2 separate regions of the Sus scrofa genome follow, and region 1 is linked to region 2. Evidence: chromatin contacts called from public HiChIP or PLAC-seq data. All regions are on one chromosome and are shown on one strand. The core of a region is the stretch at or near the end of the contact, and the rest is flanking DNA. Distances in the headings are between cores, read along the strand shown.

Region 1 (4,035 bases), core at 10-2,509, 120 kb after region 2:
GACTACAAAAACAAAACTGAAACAAAGGAAGAAAGCACAGAAGTCCTTTGTGTGCTAATTTGCACACCATACACCTCTTAAGGACACTTTAAATACTGCTTAAAGCCAGACTCTTTCTGCAGGAAATGAAATCGTTTATTCTGTTCGATGATCTCATAGCTAATTGACACAGGAAAACCTAGGTCTCCTTCCATTATAAGGTTGTCACACCCAAAGAGGCCAGTTTTAAATGGTGGGTGAAGTGTCTAGGGGAGAATGTGGTATGCAGATTAGTGTCAAGAGAGATTAGTCAGCTTTCCTGGAATCCATATTGCTTCCCCAACAGAAAAACTATTTCCATTCTTAGTGCATTATGCAGTTTTGTTGAACAACTGGGAGCTTGGATGAGGAGAATCCTCTAATTTTGACGCAGCTTGGTGATTTTTATAAGACTTTTCTCAAGTCTTCAATTATTCTTAGTGAGGCAAAGAGGAGAACTTTTATCCAATAAATATTAGGCTCTCTATTGCTAATGTACGGAGGAATTCTGGAAATGAACATAATTCCTTCTTTCAACAGAGCTTTTCATATTAACTGTGTCCCTTAACCTTTTTCTTTGGAAGTTAAACATTTTCTATCTTCATGTTCAGCTTTTTGTGTCATTCTTAATTCTTGCGCGGGCGGGGCAGCAGTGCTAAATGAGGCTTTTAATAGGAAGAATTCATTCTTTGTGACTCCGCCTTAGATCTGGCTAAGGTTATAGAAAACACTCTAAGACAGACACTGCTTTGCTTTGTTTAAAGACACAGGGTTCCAGCGTTTGCTCTTTCTTAAGCTTACCGTGTGCCAGACACTGCATAGATCTGTCTTATCAGCGCTATCATTCACATCTTTACAACCTTGAAAAGTGACACAAGTTCAGCGTCTTGTCTTGGATATCAACGGATTCCAACTCAGGTCACCGCGCCCTGGTCTTCGCCCCCCCTCCCCTTCACTCCCCGCCTTTGCCGGTCGTTCCTAGTACCATCCAGGCCACCTGGGGGTGATGGTGGGGTTCTCCGGCCTGGCAAGGGGTGAAGGCTCCGAGACAGACTCTAGCGTTCGCGCGCGCCTATCCCGCGCGCACTCTGTTTTTTCCCATCCCCTCCTTGCTAGGCAGCCGGCCAGACCTGGAAACCATAGAGCTGACACAGCCCAGAGCGTACCTTTCTTGGCCGCCAAGCGCTGACAGCGCTCCGCTGGGCGGGGCCTACTGGAGGGGCGGGGGAAGAGGAGGGAGCAGCCTACAAGGGAAAGGCTGGCCGGCCTTGCAGCGCCCCGCAGCGGTCACTGCCGGAAGCGGTCTCGTTGGCCCTGCGGCGCTGGAGCCCTGACGCACGGAGCTCGAGAGCGAGAACGGGAGAGAAAGGGGTAGAAATGGCGGCTCCGCTCGGCTCCCGCTGAGGAGGGCGAAGCCGGCGGAGGGTCTGAGCTGTCGGCCTGGAGCTTCGGTCCCGTCTCCCGCTGTCTTCTCACGCCGACTTTCCTTCCTCTGTCTTACTCTCGCCTGTCCTCGTCTGCGCTCCGCAGAGTCCGGGTCGGCTTGTCTTTCCCGGCCCGGCTCCACTGGCCCTGACTGCCCGGCCGGCGGGCCGGCCTTCCTTGGCTCTCCCCGGCGCGGCGGGCGCCGCGGGCGCGGCGTGGACCCCGTCCTCCTGGCTGGACCATGGTGAACACCCGGAAGAGCTCCCTGCGCCTTCTCGGATCTAAGTCGCCTGGGCCTGGGCCTGGGCCTGGGGCCGGAGGAGAGCCTGGGGCGACCGGAGGCAGCAGCCATTTCATCTCCTCTCGGACCCGCTCCTCCAAGACCCGCGCTGCCAGCTGCCCCGCCGCCAAGGCCGGGGGAAGCGGTGGCGCCGGCGTCGCTCTGGATGAGGCCCGGGTAAGAGCGCGGCGGCCCGAGTCCGGAGGCTCGCGAGTCGGCCCGGCCGCCGGGGCTTTGTCTGGCCAGGTTGGGGCAGGCAGCCTCCAGGGGAGACCGCTCGGTCGGCTGGAGACCCGGGTCTGCGGGTGCGGTGGAGGGTGGCAGCTGGCTAGTTAGGGCCGCACCAGCTTAGCTGGCCCGGCTCTTTTGTGTGGAGAGCGGGACTTGAGTCCAGGGGAGAAGACTATGGGTGTGTGTGTGTGGGGGGGTGTTTTCGGGGACGTTAGAGCAGCCTGCTTTCTGTGTCCTTGTCCCGCCTGAGAGGGGAATTCTAAGGGAGCAAGAGCGAAGGGCTGGACTCTCCGGGTGGACGGGCTGGAGAGGAGAAGTGAAAGTTTTCTGCGGTGTCAAACCCTTCTTGTGAGCGTGTCAGCTCCTGCCGGTGTCTAACTCCGGCTTACTCTCAAACTGGGGGTGGTTCAAGTTGGTGAGGAAGTGAACGAGAGCTCCAGTTGGCAGCCTGGCAGGGATGCTGAAAAAAGTTTGTAGCAGCTCTGACACCAACTTTAAAAACAAAATCAACACTATCGCCTCTCCAGGCAGGAGCGATCAAATGTGATATTGTAGCTAGAGAACCCGCCAGCCGGCCAACCAGAGTTCTAGTGGGGTCTCGGTCGGTAGAGCTTTCAAGTGGAGACTTCAGGTCACAAAAGGGGCATGTCCAAAATTGTGGATAGTAAGCACTATCGTCTCCAAATTGTGTTTTTTTGGGTGTCTCTCCATTTTTGTTATGGGGATAGTTTATAAAAGGCGACTTAACACCATCGTGGTTCCACTGCTCCTAAAGTGACATTTGAAGAAGGCCGGCGATGATTTCGTTTAGTTTTTTTTTTTTTTTTTTTAAAGTGGTAGCTCTTAAAATTTTATTACATTGTAATGCTCTAAGCTGTAACATGTATGTTTTATCACTTTAAAGGTATTGATAAGGGTGTGTTATGAGATTGGTTATGAATTCAGAAAAGAGGATGTTTCTGTCTAGAGAGGCTAATTTACTAAGAGTAATTTTTCTGGAAATTTTGTTATTCTTATGGGAGGAAAGCAATATATATTTTTTTCTATGGGGTCTGCAAGATCATGGTTTGTGTGTGCTTTTTCTGTGTATCTCTCACTGTTCTGATACCAGAATGAACTGAGGCAAATACAATAGACATATTTTACCGAAGTTTTCTGAAATATGTTGTATGAAAATGTGTTTGGCTTTTATTTTGCTAAAAATGTGGAAAATATTTTAAAAGTTGTCTTATTAGACTATTTTGGGGCTTACAGATCTTTTAGATTGAAATAAGAAAAACTAGGCTTTCTGTAGAAATTATTCCAAACATGTACGAGTGTACTGACTTTCCTAAGCTAAAATAGATTTTAAAAGTAATTTAAGAAAGATTTGCCTCTGTTCTTAAGTACAAATAAAATATTTAGAGTGTAAGCATTTAATTGTATGATGCTATGAATGCCTAGACTGTTAGAGCAGTGTCTCGTTTATCTGAAGCAATTAGCTCATCTGTCACTGATCATTTTGTGGTCCCATTTTTAAATTCATGGATATTATGCTGTCCTTACCCCCTGGAGAATAAGGTGAACTAATTTGTCAAGCAGCTGTTATGGAGATGTTAAAAGGCAAGGAATCAATAGTCTAATGTAGAAATGAACATGTGGTGGCTTTTAAATTGCTGGAAGAATGAAGGTATTAGAGCTTTTTCTAGAAGGATGCTAATGAAACTTTGTTTCAAAGATCCTTTTAAAATGTTTTAAAAGACCATGAACAACAGGCTAATGAGGATTTACTTTGAAATATTTGTTTTTCAGTTTTAAGATTTGTATTTTGACTCTTGTAGATAATGGAATGATCTAATTGCTTCCTCTGAGGAAATTTAAGAGGTTTACTAATCCTGTGTTGTGATTGGTCCTTTAGAAGAGGATAAATTATAATTCTGAATTTCAGTTTATGGAGAGTATATTTATGAAGCAGGGTATATATTTCTTTGCTGTGTATTTCTGAAATAGATTAATTTGAGTTTGGTAAGCTCTTCCTCTCAAGTGTTTTTTGTTGTTGTTGTTTTTTGTTTTTTGGGGCCACACCTGAGGCATACGGAGGT
Region 2 (4,200 bases), core at 1,107-3,606:
CCCTGGGTGCCAGTACGTTCTCTACTGATGTGGATGTCAAGGGAAATACCAGATCATGATATCACCCCATTTCCCTCTAGCTGAGGCATGAATCATAAAAGAGGAACTATATCACGCATGTATGATAGAGTTCAGCTACCTAAACTCCTTTTACAACCATGTTTCTACGAGCAATGTTTTGAGTTCAATCTACAGATTTACAGCTTGCACTTGTATTTCTTTATACCCGTATATCCACAAATGTATCAGAGAAATCTTTTCTTGCACCAAGCTTTCTGTGTCTGACTAGCATCACAAATCTGTGTTGAAGGTGCTGGAGTCAACCTTATTCTAGACTGCATAGGCGGCTCCTACTGGGAGAAAAATGTCAACTGCCTGGCTCTTGATGGTCGCTGGGTTCTCTACGGTCTGATGGGAGGAGCTGACGTCAGTGGGCCTCTGTTTTCAAAGCTACTTTTCAAACGAGGAAGTCTGATCACCAGTTTGTTAAGGTCTAGGGACAAAAAGGTGAGTATTGAGTGAAAAGAAAACATGTGATTTATTATCCAGAAAAGTCTGATTCATTCACATAATCTTGAAAAAATAAAGATCATATCTTAAGTTAGAGAGCCTATATAGAAACCTGCCCCCCTGTGGATAAATAGCTAATCTAATTTCACGGAACTAATAAAAATCAGTTGATAAAGGCCTCAACATCTTAGAAAGAGGGTAGCTAGGGAGTTCCCATGATGGCGCAGCGGAAAGGAATCCAACCAGGAACCATGAGGTTGCGACCGCAAGCCCTGGCCCCAATTAGTGGGTTAAGGATCCGGCATTGCCATAAGCTGTAGTGTAGGTAGAAGACGAGGCTCAAATCTGGTGTGGCTGTGGCGTAGCCAGGACTACAGCTCCAATTTGACCCCTAGCCCGGGAACTTCCATATGCCACGGGTGTGGCCCTAAAAAGCAAAAAAACAAAACAAAACAAACAAACAAAAAAAAACAAAGAGGATAGCTAATACGTAATATGTAAACATAACAATAAATGAAGCATTGACCATGCTAGGAAATACTTCTAATAGTTCCAAGACTGTTTTCAAAGACAGAACTGTTCTCAGTGGGCTAAGAAAACCTCTTAGGTAAATAAGGTTAGTAAATTCCTACCTTTAACAGATTATACATTCCCGAAATCTTTTGTGAGTAGCAGTCCAGCAGGTGCCAAGTTTGGGAATGTTTCCCAAAATGATTTCACATTGCTGGGGGATAGCAGAGGTTAAACATCCCTTTTGAATTGAGCCTATATTAAGTCCTGTCTGAGGCCATCTCCTGCTTGAAGTCTTTACTTAAAAACAGCCCTGTCAGCTTTCAGTGACACTAATACTTTCTCCAGGCTTTGATCTTTATCTGGTACAGAAGAGATTACAAATCTAGGAGTATGCACATACATGCTGTTCGTCAAGGGGTTACTTCGTGCCCTTGTGTGACTTTTCAGACATGTACAAGTTTCAGGAAGAGCAGAAATGCGAAGCAGGATGGGGACTGGCCAGGTTGTTAGGCCACTGTCCGGGCTGATGGTCTCCTTTTCCTTATCTTAGTACAAGCAGATGCTGGTGAAGAGCTTCACAGAGCAAATTCTGCCCCACTTCTCCATGGAGAGCCCTCACCGTTTAGTGCCGGTTCTGGACAGAGTCTATGCCATGACTGAAATTCAAGCGGCCCATGTGTATATGGAGACTAACAGGAACATGGGCAAAATCGTCCTGGAGCTGCCCCAATGAAGGATGAGGGAGGGGGCAGTAGAGGACGTGGCTCCCTCAGGTCTTCCAAGAGCAAACTTCAAGAAAATTCACTGTACAGTCAGGCCACTGGGTGCTATTCCAGGCTGGGCTGTAACCTCCTGTTCCTTCCCCAGCCTTCTCTAACGATCCTTGTAAAACTGGTCTAGGAAATAAAGAGTGGAATTGAAGAGTGGCGCGTGGACTGGGGCCGCCGGAGCGGGAGTGAGGTGGAAGTGAGATGGGGCGTCGCAGCGGCCCGGGCGGGGTGTGGGGGTGATTACAGAGGCCGAGTCACCTGAGGCCTAAGATGGGGGGCTGAGGCTGCGCCAGGAGTTCGGAATACCCGGTACAGCGTCAGCCAAACACCAGAACCCTTCAGTCTCGGCTTTGCGCAGTCAGAAGCCCTTGCCTCCACAACGTGTCCCTAGCACAGCAGCAAGCGCCCTGCAACACCCCCCAACTCTAGACCCCGCCTTCTCCCACCACTCACCCAGGGGCAATCCACCTCACCCAGTTCTCCTCAGGCCCCGCCCTTTCCAGTCAGCTTCCGCTGCTCAGGGCCATCCGGACCGGAACACCTCCCCCTCCCAAGCTCATTCCCCGCCCCTTCCGGCTTAGAGCCCGGAAGCTCCTTGGACCTTTTCCTCTCAGCCTTCCGGCGTCATCCAGTCTCAGACCCGTTTTGCCCAGAAGTCTTTTCCTAAGGAGAGACTACGTCAGCACGTTTCGGCGTGAGACGGTGATATTCCTGCGCTTTAGAACAGCTCCCGGCGGGGTCTTTTTGTTGATGTCCTATATCTCACTCGGTATTGCGTTCTAAGCTGAGCGAGCCCGCCCGAAGAGCGGAGGAATTTAAGTGTTTGCTGCGGTGACCTCATCAGCCTGCCAGGATGGCGATGCAAGCAGCCAAGAGGGCAAACGTGAGTGTTGGGGACTTCGACGTTGGAGGGGGAGCACTTCGCTGCTGGACTTTCTCAGCAGCGTGATCAGAGCCTTCTTGGCCCTCTTCCATCCCCGTCGCGGGGATGCCCAGAAGTTACTGACCTGTCAGAGTGTATTTCATCCTAACCTGGTCCTTAGAGATGTGCTCTTTGAGCCACACGTCCGCCCCTACCCCTTTTGAGAGTTCCTTCGGTCTGTTATCCCATTATCAGTGATAGTGTTGCAGCCTATGTTGCTTCACCTGCACCTAGGACCTGGCGTCAGCATTCTCTCTTCGGCCTAAAAGTCAGTAGCACAGATGATTCCGCAATAAATAACTTATGCTTAACAGGCAACTCGAACCTTGATGTCTTCTTGGATCATAGAGCTTTTTGGATCCTTCATTAATGTTTTGAGCGATTTTTTTTTCTTTTTTTGAGCATCTAGTATGTACCAGACTTGAGAGAGAGAGGATAGAAAAATCAGTCATATGTATTGAACACTTAGTATGTACCAAATACTAGTCTAGGTATTGGAGATAAAATGGTGAATAAAACAAAAAGCCCTGCTGCTTACATTGTAATATGAAAGAGTGGGGTGTGATGGAAACCTCAGAAAAATTGTCTCAAGAGAAATAGAGTGGTCAACTCTAAGATGCTGAGAGGTATAGTAAGGTGAAGACAGATAATTGAATATGCTGAGATGTAGACTTGGTAACTTTGATGATAATCATTTCAGTGGATGAAAATTTGGTTGCAGTGGAATGAAAAGAAGGTAGAAGTTGAGAAAATGGAGACAGTTCTTTTCCATGAGTTTTTGTGTAAATAGGAGAAGAGAAATTGTATGATTGTTAACTTTCTTCTTTTTTTTTCTTTTTTGGCTGTGCCTCGGGTACAGGGAAGTTCAGGACCAGGGATTGAACCCGTGCCACCACAGTGCTGTGGCAACCCTGGGTCCTTAACCCAATGAGCCACCAAGGAACTCTCAACATTTTTCTTTTTTAAGATGTATGAAGTTCCCCCATGGCTCAGCAGCTCTGTTGTTACTGCTGTGGCTTGGGTCACTGCGATGGCACAGGTTCATTCCCTGGATTGGGAAATTCCACATGCTGCAGGTCCACAAACAAACAAAAAACATTCGAAATTATATATATATATGTATATACACACACACACACACACATATACATAATACATAAGGATGTATGATATAAGGTGTGATTCGTATGCTAGTGAGAATGATCCAGGGAGAAACTGATGATGTAGGAGAAGGATGGGTTAGGTTCAGGAATAATTTGGAGTTGGGGGTTGGCATTGCAATGAGAGTGAAAGTGGATGGACAAGTGTAGATTGAATATAAGGCACTTAACTATTTGGCCATATCTATTTTCTCCAGTAAGCAAGGGCCAAGTTTATCTTCTGGGTTGGCAGGGAAGAGAGGATACAGCCTAACTGGATATTAGAGGGAGTGGGGCTGGTGACTTTTGAAGAAAGAAGAGGAAATGTGATACAGTGTCTTGCAGG

What was found. HiChIP or PLAC-seq counts read pairs in DNA pulled down with a chosen protein or histone mark.
Region 1: an H3K27ac HiChIP or PLAC-seq map of skeletal muscle shows a contact between it and region 2. The contact joins the promoter of ATAD2B here to the promoter of SF3B6 in region 2. A contact is called at or near these places in 3 of 5 promoter capture datasets (fetal liver and liver), 26 of 47 Hi-C or Micro-C datasets (alveolar macrophages, blood, embryonic fibroblasts and 13 more) and 2 of 2 datasets of contacts at active chromatin or transcription factors (alveolar macrophages and skeletal muscle).

What each region holds. Positions count from the first base shown.
Region 1 is chr3:114,720,966-114,725,000 of Sscrofa11.1, forward strand. ATAD2B (ATPase family AAA domain-containing protein 2B) reads left to right here and starts at 1,260. Exons shown (of 27, transcript XM_021087782.1): 1 at 1,260-1,900. The coding sequence starts at 1,685.
Region 2 is chr3:114,603,507-114,607,706 of Sscrofa11.1, forward strand. It overlaps SF3B6 (splicing factor 3B subunit 6), which reads left to right and starts at 2,357. Exons shown (of 4, transcript XM_003125364.4): 1 at 2,357-2,676. The coding sequence starts at 2,647. TP53I3 (quinone oxidoreductase PIG3) reads left to right here. Exons shown (of 6, transcript XM_003125363.6): 5 at 311-507; 6 at 1,574-1,949. The coding sequence ends at 1,756. LOC110260105 (a long non-coding RNA gene) reads right to left here and starts at 2,280. Exons shown (of 2, transcript XR_002342966.1): 1 at 1,143-2,280.